Linked DNA regions of Mus musculus: all the other regions are linked to region 1. Evidence: chromatin contacts called from public Hi-C, HiCAR-type and HiChIP or PLAC-seq data. All regions are on one chromosome and are shown on one strand. Each heading gives the region's core, a stretch centred on a gene start, on an enhancer-like site or on the middle of the called end of the contact. The rest is flanking DNA. Distances are from core to core; before and after follow the strand shown. Region 1 holds the start of Phf14 (PHD finger protein 14). Region 2 holds the start of 1110019D14Rik (RIKEN cDNA 1110019D14 gene). Region 3 holds the start of Bmt2 (base methyltransferase of 25S rRNA 2). Region 4 holds the start of Tmem168 (transmembrane protein 168). Region 5 holds the start of Tmem106b (transmembrane protein 106B).

Region 1 (2,584 bases), core at 22-2,521:
AGCTTTCCTTGCAATTGGACTCTTTACTCTTGTGATTCTTAACTCTTACAGTTTAAATTTTCTGATGTTCTGAATAAAGTTAGCTATTGCATGAGAACTTAGTCTACCTTCTTTTTAGGTTCTGTTATCCCAGGCCCCTGTAGAGTGGTAAACAGTTTTTCCATATATTTTTTGAAGGGGTCTTTAGTGTTAGTTGTCTTCTCTATATTTCCCACCCCCATTAGACTTTTTTTTCACTAGCATCTTAACTTCACCTTCAGATTCGTTCATTAGCCTATTAAAGCCAGTCCTGGGCTTGGCTCCTGTCTGCCTTGTTTCTGAGGCTTACTTACTTACTGGAGTTACACAAAATAGTTGTCTTTCTTCTTTTCTTTTTAACTTATGTTCCTAACTTTGAAAAATGGAATATTTGTCTTTTTGAGTCCTAGTTACCTCACGCAGGATAATTTTTGCTATGTTTGTCCATTTTCTTGCAAATTTCATTTTTCTTAACAGCTGAATAATATTCCATTGTGTAACTATAAAACATTTTCACTATTCAACCATTAGCTTATGGACATCTATAATGTTTCTAAATTTTGGTGATTATATAGAGAGCAGCAATGGACATGAATGAGCAAATATCAACGTCTGAGTGGTGTCTTAGTCAGTGTTTCTATTCGTACACAAAACATCATGGCCAAGAAGCAAGTTGGGGAGGAAAGGGTTTATTCAGCTTACACTTGCACATTGCTGTTCATCACCAAAGGAAGTCATGACAGGAACTCAAGCAGGTCAGGAACTTGGAGGCTGAAGTGGATGCAGAAGCCATGGAGGAGTTCTGTTTACTGTCTTTCTTCCCCTGGCTTTCTTATAGAATCAAAGAATACTAGCCCAGGGATGGCACTACCCATGATGGGCTAGGCCCTCAGTGCTTGATCACTATTTGAGAAAATACCTTACAGCTGGATCTCTTGGAGGCATTTCCTCAAGGGAGGCTCCTTTGATTACTCCAGCTTGTGTTAAGTTGATACACAAAACTAGGAAGTACAAGTGTTATAGTCGAATCTTGAGGTAGATGGAGACTCAGCTTCGTGAGGAACCTGTACTCTGATTTCCATAGTAGCTGTACCAGTTTTCACTCCCACCAGCAATGACTAGTTCTTAGGCAGATGGATGGAACTAGAGAATCTGTGAATATTCTTAAAGTTACTGAGTTCCGGCGAGGGAGCGAGTGCGCGCATGCGCCCTCAGCTTCGGCTGCCCAGGGCGGCGTTTCCGCGGCGGCTTTCACTTCCTCCTTGTCGGAGCTGTATCCGGGTCGCTGTTCTCCCTATTGTCTCTGACAGAAGGCCCTCCGCTGTGCAAATTCTGGGTCTTTTGTTGCTTCTGGTGCAGGCTAATAAAGTTTTCTTTTTATTTCCAGTTTTTACCGGGGCAGTTCCCCTCGCAGGGCGGCCGGTTCGGGCCTAGCGCCCCTGGCCGGGGAGCGCGGGGGAAGGGGCGCCGGGCGGGCGGGCGGGCGGGCGCGGGGCGTGGGGAGGGACAGTAGCCCACCCCCGGGGTCGCCCCTGCTCGGTCGGCGCAGCGCCCTGCCTCGGTAGCTGCTCTCCGACCGGTCTCCTTGGTCCTCTGCGCGTCCCTGCTGCCTTGCCTCTCGCAGCCTTCCCTAGCTCTCCAAACGACCACCTCACGGATTCCTTAGTAAGTGTCTCCGAGGCCTCAGCCCCGCGCCACTTCTCCTTTCAAGTCAGGCGGTGCTGAGCAGGGAGGGCCGGGTGGGTCCTGCAGGACAGACAGACAGACGGACCCTTGCTGGAAGCTGCTCCGTGGTCCCTTGGCTTCCGAGATAGCGTGCGTGGCCGTACGTTGTCTGAGTGAGGGATTACCGAGTGGTCAGAAGTTAGGCGGGGGTCTGCGAGGATGTGGGCTGTTTGCATTGGTCCTGGCCTAACGTCAGGGGCAGCCAGGCTCTCTGCATCCAGCGCCCCCAAACCCAACTTTTCCCACCAAGCTCAGTGTGGAGAAGTCAATTGGAGATTCCGTGCAGTGCACGAAGTCATTTCTATTTCCCCCAGCATCACAGTTCTCCCTGTTTGGTGAGATTGTAAAATGATTGTAATTTTTTCTCTTAACAGTGGATCGCAGCTCCAAGAGGAGGCAGGTGAAGCCTTTGGCCGCTTCTCTCCTGGAAGCTCTTGATTATGATAGTTCAGATGACAGTGATTTTAAAGTTGGAGATGCTTCAGGTAAATGTTTGCTTTCTCTCCCTTTCACAGCTTTCTGCCGTTCACTGCATTTTTAACTTTTTAATTTTTTTTTGAGACTTTTGATTAAAATGTTCATTTACTGTGCACACAAACCATTTATTTTGGTCATTTAATTTCTCACATTAACCTAAGAACCTCTCATTAGAACCTACTATGGCTTCTGCTTCCGTCCAGATTTACTCAGATGGTTAGCTGGTAGGGAGGAAGCCTTATTCAAAAAGGAGAAACATTTTTCCCAATCTATACCCTAAACTATATTTATGCTTATATACTCGAGTGAAGACTTGAGGTACCCCAGATGTAGAAGAGTATATTATGAATAATATGGACCACAA
Region 2 (2,584 bases), core at 30-2,529, 1.9 Mb after region 1:
GCACTCTTTGTTGTTAAGAGCCGCCCTCCACTCCCATCTGCCCTCCACTCCCATCTGCCCCCATTGTAGAAGAAACAAGTATGAACGTGAAAGCATCTCTTAACTGAGAGTGTTAACTCTCAGCTAACTGTAACCCTCTTGCTGAGAACGGGAGAGATCAAATCTTGGGGTCGGCCTCAACAGAACAATGGTTTTCAGCACACTGGTCAGGGTGCAGTCTAATTCAGAAGAGTCCTTCAGAGTCACATCTGTCCATTTCGCTTTCTTGCGTATATCCCCAAGCAAGCACAGATGCCGGTAATGCTGAGAACCACACCTAATAAGAGTGCAATCGCGTCTCCAGCTTCCACTGCTTCAACAACAGGCAGGATCAAAAGCAGCGAAGCGAGGACTAAGATCAATTGCGTTGAAACTGAATTCATGATGCTAGGATCTGGAGGGCTGAACTTGCCTAGAAGTTAAACACCGAACAAAAGAAACTGTTAAAAAAAAAAGCCTTATTTTTTTTTTTTTGAATGACAATATTAATATAAAACAATCTTTTAGACTGGAATTTGTGAATCATTTCAGATGTCAGTTTAAGATGACAAAACTAAAGACAGTCATTTTAGGTTATCATTAGAAAAGAGAGGGAAAAATGCATAAGATACTTGCCAAATAAAATACCCTAACAGGTAAAAGTCACATTTTATTAGCATGTCTCTTATCTAGAAAATTCAACACAACACGTGACTCTGTGAAGTTGTAAGGAATTAATAAGACTTACCGAAACAAGGGTATAAGTAATTCTACCCAACGTGAAATATTCTCTTTGGAACTTCCGGATGCTGAGGCTAAGAGGTTACTCGTGACACAGCCTATTTTAAAGAGGAAGCTAGAGTCAGTGAGAAACGAACAGCAAGGACAGAAATTGGTAACGAGTACAGAAAACACTCCCTAACAGTTCCTTCAAAAAGAGACTACTAGATTTAAAGTTAGTTCTCACACACAGATTGCTAAATGAAACCAAGCCGAGAAGCAAATTCATCCCAAGATCTAACATAAAGATCTGGAATTCCTTCGCCCTGGGAGGGTGCAAATTTGTTGGGTTGTGCAAGTACACTAGGAGAATCAATCCTGGAATCCCCGGGAGCGGAGTTTGTACCTTACCGGACCGAAAGCAGCCATTACAGGAATGGAGAGCAGGGCGGTGTCGCCAGACTACATTTCCCACAAGCCCTGCTGCCTACTCCCGTCATGCACAGCGCGCTCTGGGATCCCTGACTGAGGGATAGACCACAGGCTGCTTGTTGTTCGGGTTTCACAAGTTTGCCCTCTGGTTTTACTGTTAAAGAGAGGGTGAGTGTTCAAGAAAAGGTTTAGTGAATTCGTAGGACTAACGAAACAACAATACGTGTTTTCTGCCCTGTAAAGGAATTCTAGCCGCATGAATATGTCTTGTTAGTACTCTGAAATAAGGAAGTAACCGTGGGAGAGGGTAGCTGAGGGAAGCCATCTGTTTGGGAATGTTTCAAACCTGGGGCCTTCCAACATTTCTGCAGCAGAAAATCCCCGTTATCATTTTCCAAATGTGCCTAATGACATTTGCTAATTTTTTAAAACTAACGGGGAAAATAAGCACATTTAATCAGAAAGTTTGGAAAATATTGAATCATTTGTGGTGCAAATCAGGTTTAGAAAATATGGTTTCAGCCCTATACACAGATCTTTTCCGATTCGAATTCTTGTCTTTTTCAGAATGTTCACTCTCCACAGCCTCCCAATATTTTAAGATGCCAAGTTTAGTACTCAAAACCATTATAAGTATTATTCACATGCATCTGTAAGCATTAACTTTGAAAAGTTCTTGAAGTCTTGTTACCTGGGATATCCATACTAAATGTTCCTTCTGGCCCGAGCACTTTCATACTTACTGACAATTTGTCATCTTCTCATTGTAAGTTACTCACGGTGCTGAGTTAGAGGTGCCCGGACTTGTCCTGATAAAAATCATGCGAATACTGTGGGCACACTCAGTTGAGTGTCTATAATCAGCTTGTATTCTTGTGTTGTTGGTTCTCCTTTTAAACACAGTTGTATCTCTCTGACGGTAATGATTTATACTTCTGCTTCCCAAAAGACGTTTGGCAGGAACTTCAGCGACATTAGCTAGGAACAATAATTTGATGAAATAAATGTGCCAAGATTTTACAGGAGCTTCACAGAGGTGGTGAACACATTAAAGCAAGTTGTGTCTGATAGATTGACAGTGTTGTTTTTCTAAAGTTAATTATTTTAACAAATTCACTCTAATTGCACTTGTCTTATGTTGCTTTTGGCTTTGTATCTTTCCTATCAATTAGTTTTGGAATAGGACCTCTTGCTTTTATGACTTCCAAAATATCCTCCTACATTCCAGTGTTTTCATTTGGGAGGTTTTATTTTTCCTTATGTATTTGTTTCAGCTAGTGGAAGTCTGCAGACTAAAGTTAGTGCTTGTACACTTTTCTGTTCCTGAGTCTGTAAAGTGTCTTGCTTAAGCTTTAAGTTTGCAGAGTCTATGCATGGTAAAAATGTTCATCTTTTCAATTATTGTAGTTAGAAA
Region 3 (2,584 bases), core at 26-2,525, 1.8 Mb after region 1:
TCACAAGTCTTTGTTCCTTCACTGTCATAATTTCTCTTTTAACCTAAATTATTAACTAGTTAAAAGACTGACATTAGAACGCTGCTGAGTTTTCATTTTGCAATTAAGCTAAAGAAAAATCTGCTGAAAGTAGCCCATTTTAACACTTTATGAGAATTTTTTTCCTGAACACATGAAGAATAATGCAAAGTGTCACCTTCCGAATCTTATAAAGTTGCTTTGTTTGAGAGCCCCCATTTACAAAATGCCAGGATAATTCATAAAATTCAACTATAGACACTGTTCCGGCATATGCGCCAGACGAAAAGCTGCCCCCATGGAAGAGCGGGGTCTGCACCTCTGGCCAGCTTCGAAGGCACCGGCATCTTTCAGAGTCTCTGTGCTTAGAGACTCTTCAAACCTGCACAGTCTCTTAAGAACCTGCCCCAGATCTCTTCCTGGACTGTCTCCACAAACTTGAAGATGGAGCTGCGGTGGAGGGGAGCTACCTGCCACCCTCTCCCCAGTGAAACACGGCAGGCGAAGCACCTTGAGATCCTCCGCTGGGCCTGCTGACTTCGCAGCCCTGGATGCCCAGGCAGGGGAGGCCTCGGCACGGCCTTGCCAAGGAGCGAAGAGGAAGAGGGGCTGTTGCCAAGCGGGCTGAACAACAGGCTGGTCCAGCGCAGAAGAGCGAGGGGCAGCTTCGCTCCTGCCAGTCTCTCGGTGGAGTCACCCCCACCCCCACCCCTCTTCGGGTCTTACCTGAAAGCCCCTCCCTCCCTCTGAGCGGCGGCTCGGTGACAGTGGTCTCAGCCCACCGCTGGGGACAGGGCCTAGGCGGGTGGCGACTGCCCATTAGGGCTCCGGGAGCCGACCGCAGGAGGCCGGCCGGCCGATCGCGGCCTGGGCAGACGTGCCGCCCCCGTGTGTGTCAATGGTGGCCTGTGGGGCTGAAAAGAGCTGACCCAGCCGGGGGACGCGCCTCCCCTCCCCCGATGCCTGTTTACCTTCGCGGTACTTCTTGCGGAGCCGCCGATGAACGCTCTTCACCACCCCGGACAGCTTCTCCTGCTCCAGCTTCCGCTCCTGCTCCCGGGGCTGCGCGGCGTTCGGGGGCCGCTGTCCGCGCGCTGCGCCTCGGCCACCCGGCCCCGGCTCCATAGCGCTGCCGCCGCCGCCGCTGCCGCTGCCGCCGCCGCCCCTCGGGCCCCGCGGTCTCTCCCCGGACGGAGGAGGTGGGGAAGAGGAGGCAGCAGCAGAGGCAGCAACCGGAGGAGGCCGAGGAGCCACAGCTAAGGCCTCGGGGGCGGTGTCTTCCCAATAGCGCAAGGTGATTGGTGAACTGCGGAGGGCTGGGTGGAAATGGAAAGGGCCGCGGACCAATGGGCAAAGGGCAGCGGCGGCGCACCGGGTTGTTTGGGAAGGAGCAGCTGAAGGAGGCGGAGAAAGCACTGGGCTCCTCGCCAGGCCACGCCCCGGATGCTGTGCGGAGGAGCCGGGGCTGCCTAGGGGAGGAGGCCTGTGGTATGGGGTGCGCTTGCGCCCCAGAGTTATTTGCCTAGTTTGAGCTTCATTGTATGGTCCAGCTTTGGCACGTCTCCCAACTTCCTAGGCCGCTGGGAGTTTGGGTGATGCTGCCACAGGACGCGGTCGTCCACCTGAGTTCCCTCTGCACCCTGTTGCACCTCTACAATTCCCTTCAGCTAAATACCCTTTGAAGACTTGGCTGCTACGCAGGGTTTTACATTTCAAGGAGTCCAAACTTGAAAGCCTTCATCGGGGTCAAGGAGAGGTCAAACTACCAAATCCCGATGTAATTCTCTTAGCTAACCCAGGTTAATGCTTGGCATACTGCTGCTACACGAAAGACAATGAATTGCGGGAAAGAAAGATAAAAAAAAAAAAAAATAGTAGGAGGTGTGGGACAAGTTAAAACACCAAAAGGCCATATTGTCTCCCTGTAGAACTTCTGTAATGACCATAAGAATGGGTTACTGGAAAACTTGCATTGATTGTAGGTCATCTCAGAACCCACAGAAAAGTCTGCTCAGGTGGTCTCTCATATTTTGGACAGTTAGTCCACTAGTCCATGCAAAATTCAGTAAATGGCTCCCCCTTTCCAACTTCTTTCATTTGTGTGTAACACTATTAAGGGTATGTGATTGCCGACTTGTTTAAGAAAGATGGAAGCCCAATCTCCAAAAAGAGACTGCATTCGCTCTGTACTAGTACTTACCTAGGCTGCTGGTAGTGCATCAGGCAGACCTGGGAATGACTTGTATCTGATTGTGCACTTTACAGCTATTGGTTACATCACATTGTATAGACATTGTATAGACATTGTTGCATTGAAACTTTCAGATCAATGTCTTGGTAATATTAGTAACATTCTCTTTATGTCACTGTTGGGTCCAAAGGAAACGCTGTTTCCACAAATTCTGGGGGTTAGACAAAAAGCCACATTCCTCAGGAATTGTTGAAGCTGATTCCTTTCTGCTAAAGGGAGCCATTTCTTTTACCATTCTCAGAAGGGATAATTTGTTATCTGTGGAACCTAACAGCATAGCGAAGTGCATGCTGGCCTCCAGGCTCTCTCACATCA
Region 4 (2,584 bases), core at 42-2,541, 1.7 Mb after region 1:
CTACACTTCAATTATGAACTACAGAAATGGCGTGCCCTCTCTGGACATATTCCTTTTCCTCCTCCTAGCCCTATCTGCCCTTTATCTGTCAAACCCTTCATTCAGGTGTGGGCTTACAATTCTTTTCGTAGGAGAATCGCCTCTCGGATCACTCTCTCTGAAATGGAAAAGTAAAACTACTCTTTTCTTCACCATTTGTTTAATGTCTGCATTCTTCACAGGTCACAAAGTCTCTGGGGAGATCTGTCTTCCACAATGCACGCTCAGTATCCAGCAGTCTGTAATCAAGTTAACATTCAATTCCGAAGGGGGGGGGGCGGGGAGAGGAGACTGACTAATAATAGAAAAAACTACTTAAGAAATGCAGATAAAATAAACCACTTTCTAATAAGCCACAGCTAGCACTAGTACTTAAGTGAGAGTCCAGGAATCATTGGCTTGTCTGCTCTTGGCTTTACTCCAACCTTCACTTAATTCACCAAATTTCTTCCAAAACAGAAAAGTGCCCTCATGGTGTCCTAAGACAATGGACTTCAAGACACAATGTATCGCTTTCATAATCCTTCAGTGGAAATCTATGTCTGTTCCTCGTAGGGGAAATGTCCAAACCTGAAAGAACAACACTGAGCCGTCAGGAGTTGGAGACCTGCAGCCTAGTTTCTCTGAGTTCCTGCTAATAACTCTTTCGGCCCACCTCTTAACTAGAAGAATGGCAACTCGGACTCTCCTTTTTGAGCAGCTATGGTAACTTCTCTCCCGTTAGGGCTCGATCTAGCGAGAGATGGAGAAGTGGGCTCGGGACCCTGGCTGTTCCGCTACCCCTTAGCTCTGGGACGAGGCGACACCACGCGACTCCCGGGTCAGGGTGAGGCGGGACACCGAGGCACGCCCTCCCTTGGCGGTCGCCAGCCCCCGAGCATCGATCCCACCAGGAGGCCGACGGGGCGGGGCCTGGCCGGCTCAGCCGGACCCTGGGCGGCGCCCCAGCCCTCCGCCGCCCCTCGGCTCCCGGATGCCCCTTACCCGAGTCAGCGGTCGCCAGCGAGCCTCGCTCTTTCCGCTGCGAAGCTCGCAGAGCCAAAGGGCGCGGAGCCTCCGAGCCAGAACGCGGAGGTGATGTGGGGACGTGAGCCCGAGGCCTCCCGCACTAGCACCGCAAGGCCTCGGTAGAAACTTTCGCTAGGACCGACACGGCCGCCATGTTTCCGCCGCTGACTCCCAGCGCTACGGATCGCCGTCAGGGACAAGGCGCGCCGCGCGCTTCCTTCCCTGGCCCGGCCTCCTAGCCGCTCTCCACGCCCAGCGGCGAGCCTGGGGAGGCAGGTGCTCGCTGCGCTGCCCCACCCTGGGCCTGTTTAACTCCCACCCGGGATTAGCAGCAAAAGCAGGGAAGACCACGGATGATCAGGCCCCAAAGCAGCGAGGTCACCGCTTAGAGTTGGACCGAAACTGAGCCAGCTAGAGTGGGATAATTGCAAGTGGACTATAAATCTATGTAGAAGGCGTTGCTGCTCTTTCATATAGGTGGTATAATATATGGCTTTGCATATGCTGACCAAACCTTCAAAACCTGTCTCTCCTTGCCCCAGCCTGCTTTTCTAATTAAGTCCGCCATTAATCCCCAATCCTGAACATCTTTATTCTACAGCCCTAGCTAGCTTTCCTTGGCCCTAAGCGCACCTTCAAACACCACAGATGATTTTAATCTGCATTCTGATGGCACTTAAATTAACATAGTTGTACACACGTGAGCGCCGCATTTCACAGGTGCTGCGGAGCAGCAGTCTCAGGGGTTGAAATTGGTTTCTCCATCTGTGAAATGGTAACAAAACCTTTCTCACAGGACTGTGAATATACAGGGAAACAGTGTGTCCCTCCATGTACAAAATGAATTTAAAAGATATTCAATACCTGTAAGAACACGTTGTTAAGGAGGGCTTTAAGACAGTCTCGTTCGCGTACGGACCGCTATAAATCCATCTTGCAATGGAGAGGAGATAATGGTTCCAGTTCAATAGAGAGCTTGTAAAAGTGGGACTTTAACGATTAGGATGCGGTAGGGATGCTTGAGCAAATGGGGAATCACATTAGCTTTAAGGGGGACAATGACTTGGAAGCATAACAACATTGTTGCTAACACAACAAAGGTACTTGTTACCTTGAAAACAGGAAGATAAGAAAGATAGAAAGCTAAACTGACTTCATGGCGTTCTTAGTTAAAAACTAGATTTTACTAGGGAATGCACAGTTGGGCCTGAAAAACAAGTTCTGAACGAAGCCTGAATAGAATACGGCCAGGCAAAAAGCAAGAAAACCCCTTTCCTTTCCCAAAAAAAAACATTTCCACCAAAAAGTCCCTGCCTGCCTTCTGATTCCATTTCCTGCTGCTTGCAGCCCCTCATATAGGTCAAACCATTTCAAACCCCTAGCCCGCTCATGTGTAAACAAACACTGATAACATCTATCCGACAAAGTTTCTTCTGTGGATTGAGGGAGAATGTGTGTTTTAAAAATGCCTTACAACCTTTAAATGGCTTATCCTTTCAGATAAACCTCCAAATCCTTAAATAGGGCATGTGGGTGT
Region 5 (2,584 bases), core at 51-2,550, 1.1 Mb after region 1:
AGAGTTGCCATGGTCTACTTCGAAGCTATTGTTAACTCTATTGAAATCCTAAGAAACTGGTTACACACTGCACACAACTTTACTTTAGAATTCTCATTATAATTTAGGATGAATCTCACAGAGTGAAATTGCCGGACCTAAGGAGGTGAATGTTTTAAATAGTCTTAAAACATCCTGCTTATGTAGATGGAAAATACACAGCTCTCACCTCAAAAGGACAAAGAGTTTATTCTAAAGCCAATATGAGGAACCATGACCTGAAAACAAAGACTTGGGCTATTCCAAATACCAATGTCCCAATGTGATAACAATTTCATGAAACTTTTATATACATAGAAGATGGTCATAAATCAAAATACTTTCCAAATACATACAAGGCAGTTTAGAAGAGCGGGACAAAATTGGGAGCTCCTCGCCCAGTGCAGTTGCTTTTTTCCAGTAGAGAAGGAAAAAAAAAAAAAAAAAAAAGAAAAAGAAAAAAAAAAAAAAACACAATTAAGAGATGCTTACTTCCCAGTTATAACTCTGTTAATTTTCTAGGAATTTCACCAGAAACCCCATTTATAGGGAAGCTATTAAACTCCTTTAGCAACCGCATCTGTTCTTGCTTTCAATTTTATCTTATTATAATCCCATCCAGGAATCTTATGAGCCACTTAATACATCTTGATTATCAGGAAGACAGAAAAGAGGTCATAACAACCTTTGACTATAACACTGGCGAGCCACTAAAATGAGCCACTGTAGCCTCAACTCACTGTAAATTATGACTGGACAATGAGGTGCATGGATTGGGACACTCCTTTAACAACTCACTTGGTCATGAGCTTTGGGGTACAACTCTTATTGCATGCACTGAATAATGTGAATTTAAGTACAAAATCAAAACAAGATTAAACCAAGGCGGGGGCGGGGGTGCGTCTTCCCGGTGACATTAATTTCTAAATGAAAACTCAATAACAAAATTCTGGCCTGCAACTCTGCCAGAAATGTGCACCAACCGGCTCATTCTAACCCCAGGAAGGAAGTTTTGTGTCTGCAAATCTAGACTTGAGAACACGATCGCTCAAAATTGCGACGGTGCACATTCCTCCCCTTTACAAAAGGAATCAGCCTGGTGGAGGGGAAAAGGGAAAACCGATTATTCGTAAGCCAGGCGCAATTAGTACTATTTTGAAACTTTCCAGTCTAGAGAAGAGACAGGTGACAAAACCAGAAGCTTTCACCCTGGCAACTTCCCTTCAAACCGGTGACAGTGCGCATGCGTAGTGTCCATTCCAGGGCCTAGCCCCTCCTTCCTGGGGCGAACTGCGCAAGCGCACGCGCAGGCTCTCCCGGTACGGAGCTCAGCTGATGCAGTTGTTGTGCTACCCCTCCCCCGCAGCTCTCCCGGCTGCACTCTACCGGCGCTCGGCCCGGCCCCGGGACCGGGACGCTGTGACCCTGTCCTGCGGCCCGCACGCACCGGAGCATCCCGGGACCGCGCAGCACTCCGCGTGCGGGTGAGCGACCCGGGCCGTGGGGCCCACGTCCCCTGCCCGAGCGGTGAGGGAGGCCGCGGCGAGCCGGGTGCGGGGTTGTCACCGCGGGGGCCTTGGCTTCGCTCCCGGGGTGGCTCGGGCGGCGCCAGGGCCCTTGATCTGAGCGGCCGAGTAGCTCTGGGGCTTGACAGTTGTAGTTGCAAGGTGACTCGGATGTTGATTTCTTCCGGGGGTTTGTTTGCCTGTGATGCCCTTTGAAAAGCGCTCGTTTCCGTCTCCCTTGAGCCCCTCAGAACTAACCCCAGGTCTGCACACAAACAGGTGACACATCTCAGTTGCATGCGCTGCTGAATTTATCTTTTTCCCAGTTTCTAGAGCATCTGAGAACCGTGTTGAGTTCACAAGACCGCGGTATAAACATTGAGAGCCCGGGGAGGAGACGAAGGGGATCTACCACTCCCTTTAAAAACCTCAAGTAAGTTTCCAAAATGACAGGGGTTACACTTGTCAATAGCCTCAAGAAAAGCTAAGCAAGAAGGCTAGGATTCAAGTGACTGCTTAATCTGGTGTGTACCCAAACCCACCTTCAGCAGAATATGTCAAGGTTACTGTGGGTCTGAGTAAGGCAGCCAGCGGAGACCAGAACCACTTAGCTGTCCCTAGCCTTTTGCCATAAAGGCTCCCATTTGTGGGACACAGTTTTCACCCCTGTGATGACACCACGTGTTGTCTAGTGTCAGCTGATTCTAAACCACCCTGTGTACTCCAAAGCTTCCAAGGTCACAGTGTAAGGAGCCGGTACTGATTACAATTCACCCCTGTGCACCTGTGGCTGCCAAGTGTTGGCTTGGCTCTGACTCGCTGTCATTGAGCCACAGTAAGATACTGTGTGTGTGTAAGTCACAATCACTGATATTTCTGAGCTATGGTACACAGTGTGTACACAGAACTTCTGAAAGTATATTTATTCATTTTTTTTTACTCCTTTTCTATATGACTCAAGTTTTTAAATTTAATATTGCTGTCTACACAGTGAGTGAATTCAACAAGTAGCATTCAGATTTTGAAAAGCAGATATGAATTTCCTTCATCTGGGGTGACCT

The links. A called contact is a pair of places that touch in the nucleus more often than the background predicts. HiCAR-type assays count read pairs that join an accessible place to other places. HiChIP or PLAC-seq counts read pairs in DNA pulled down with a chosen protein or histone mark.
Region 2: a contact with region 1 is called in a HiCAR-type map of astrocytes, with 3 times the contacts expected there. The contact joins the promoter of 1110019D14Rik here to the promoter of Phf14 in region 1. A contact is called at or near these places in 3 of 39 promoter capture datasets (liver and pre-B cells), 1 of 115 datasets of contacts at active chromatin or transcription factors (astrocytes) and 1 of 9 other capture datasets (liver).
Region 3: a contact with region 1 is called in a Hi-C map of B cells, with 5 read pairs. The contact joins the promoter of Bmt2 here to the promoter of Phf14 in region 1. A contact is called at or near these places in 1 of 484 Hi-C or Micro-C datasets (B cells) and 2 of 115 datasets of contacts at active chromatin or transcription factors (astrocytes and pro-B cells).
Region 4: an H3K27ac HiChIP or PLAC-seq map of microglia shows a contact between it and region 1, with 5 times the contacts expected there. The contact joins the promoter of Tmem168 here to the promoter of Phf14 in region 1. A contact is called at or near these places in 1 of 39 promoter capture datasets (pre-B cells), 1 of 484 Hi-C or Micro-C datasets (CD4 T cells) and 2 of 115 datasets of contacts at active chromatin or transcription factors (microglia and regulatory T cell precursor).
Region 5: a contact with region 1 is called in a Hi-C map of muscle stem cells, with 2.6 times the contacts expected there. The contact joins the promoter of Tmem106b here to the promoter of Phf14 in region 1. A contact is called at or near these places in 7 of 39 promoter capture datasets (the 3T3-L1 cell line, the C10 cell line, cranial neural crest and 4 more), 3 of 484 Hi-C or Micro-C datasets (CD4 T cells, bone marrow-derived macrophages and muscle stem cells), 1 of 115 datasets of contacts at active chromatin or transcription factors (astrocytes) and 2 of 9 other capture datasets (liver and pancreatic islet).

Annotation. Positions count from the first base shown.
Region 1 is chr6:11,924,610-11,927,193 of GRCm38.p6, forward strand. It overlaps Phf14 (PHD finger protein 14), which reads left to right and starts at 1,272. Exons shown (of 18, transcript NM_001168382.2): 1 at 1,272-1,683; 2 at 2,118-2,228. The coding sequence starts at 1,683.
Region 2 is chr6:13,870,290-13,872,873 of GRCm38.p6, forward strand. It overlaps 1110019D14Rik (RIKEN cDNA 1110019D14 gene), which reads left to right and starts at 1,280. Exons shown (of 3, transcript NR_045995.1): 1 at 1,280-1,338. It overlaps 2610001J05Rik (RIKEN cDNA 2610001J05 gene), which reads right to left and starts at 1,229. Exons shown (of 3, transcript NM_001352887.1): 1 at 1,150-1,229; 2 at 767-857; 3 at 1-451. The coding sequence starts at 422. The coding sequence ends at 243.
Region 3 is chr6:13,676,691-13,679,274 of GRCm38.p6, forward strand. It overlaps Bmt2 (base methyltransferase of 25S rRNA 2), which reads right to left and starts at 1,276. Exons shown (of 5, transcript NM_175312.4): 1 at 990-1,276. The coding sequence starts at 1,143.
Region 4 is chr6:13,606,807-13,609,390 of GRCm38.p6, forward strand. Tmem168 (transmembrane protein 168) reads right to left here and starts at 1,292. Exons shown (of 5, transcript NM_028990.5): 1 at 1,024-1,292.
Region 5 is chr6:13,068,459-13,071,042 of GRCm38.p6, forward strand. Tmem106b (transmembrane protein 106B) reads left to right here and starts at 1,301. Exons shown (of 9, transcript NM_027992.3): 1 at 1,301-1,502; 2 at 1,850-1,956.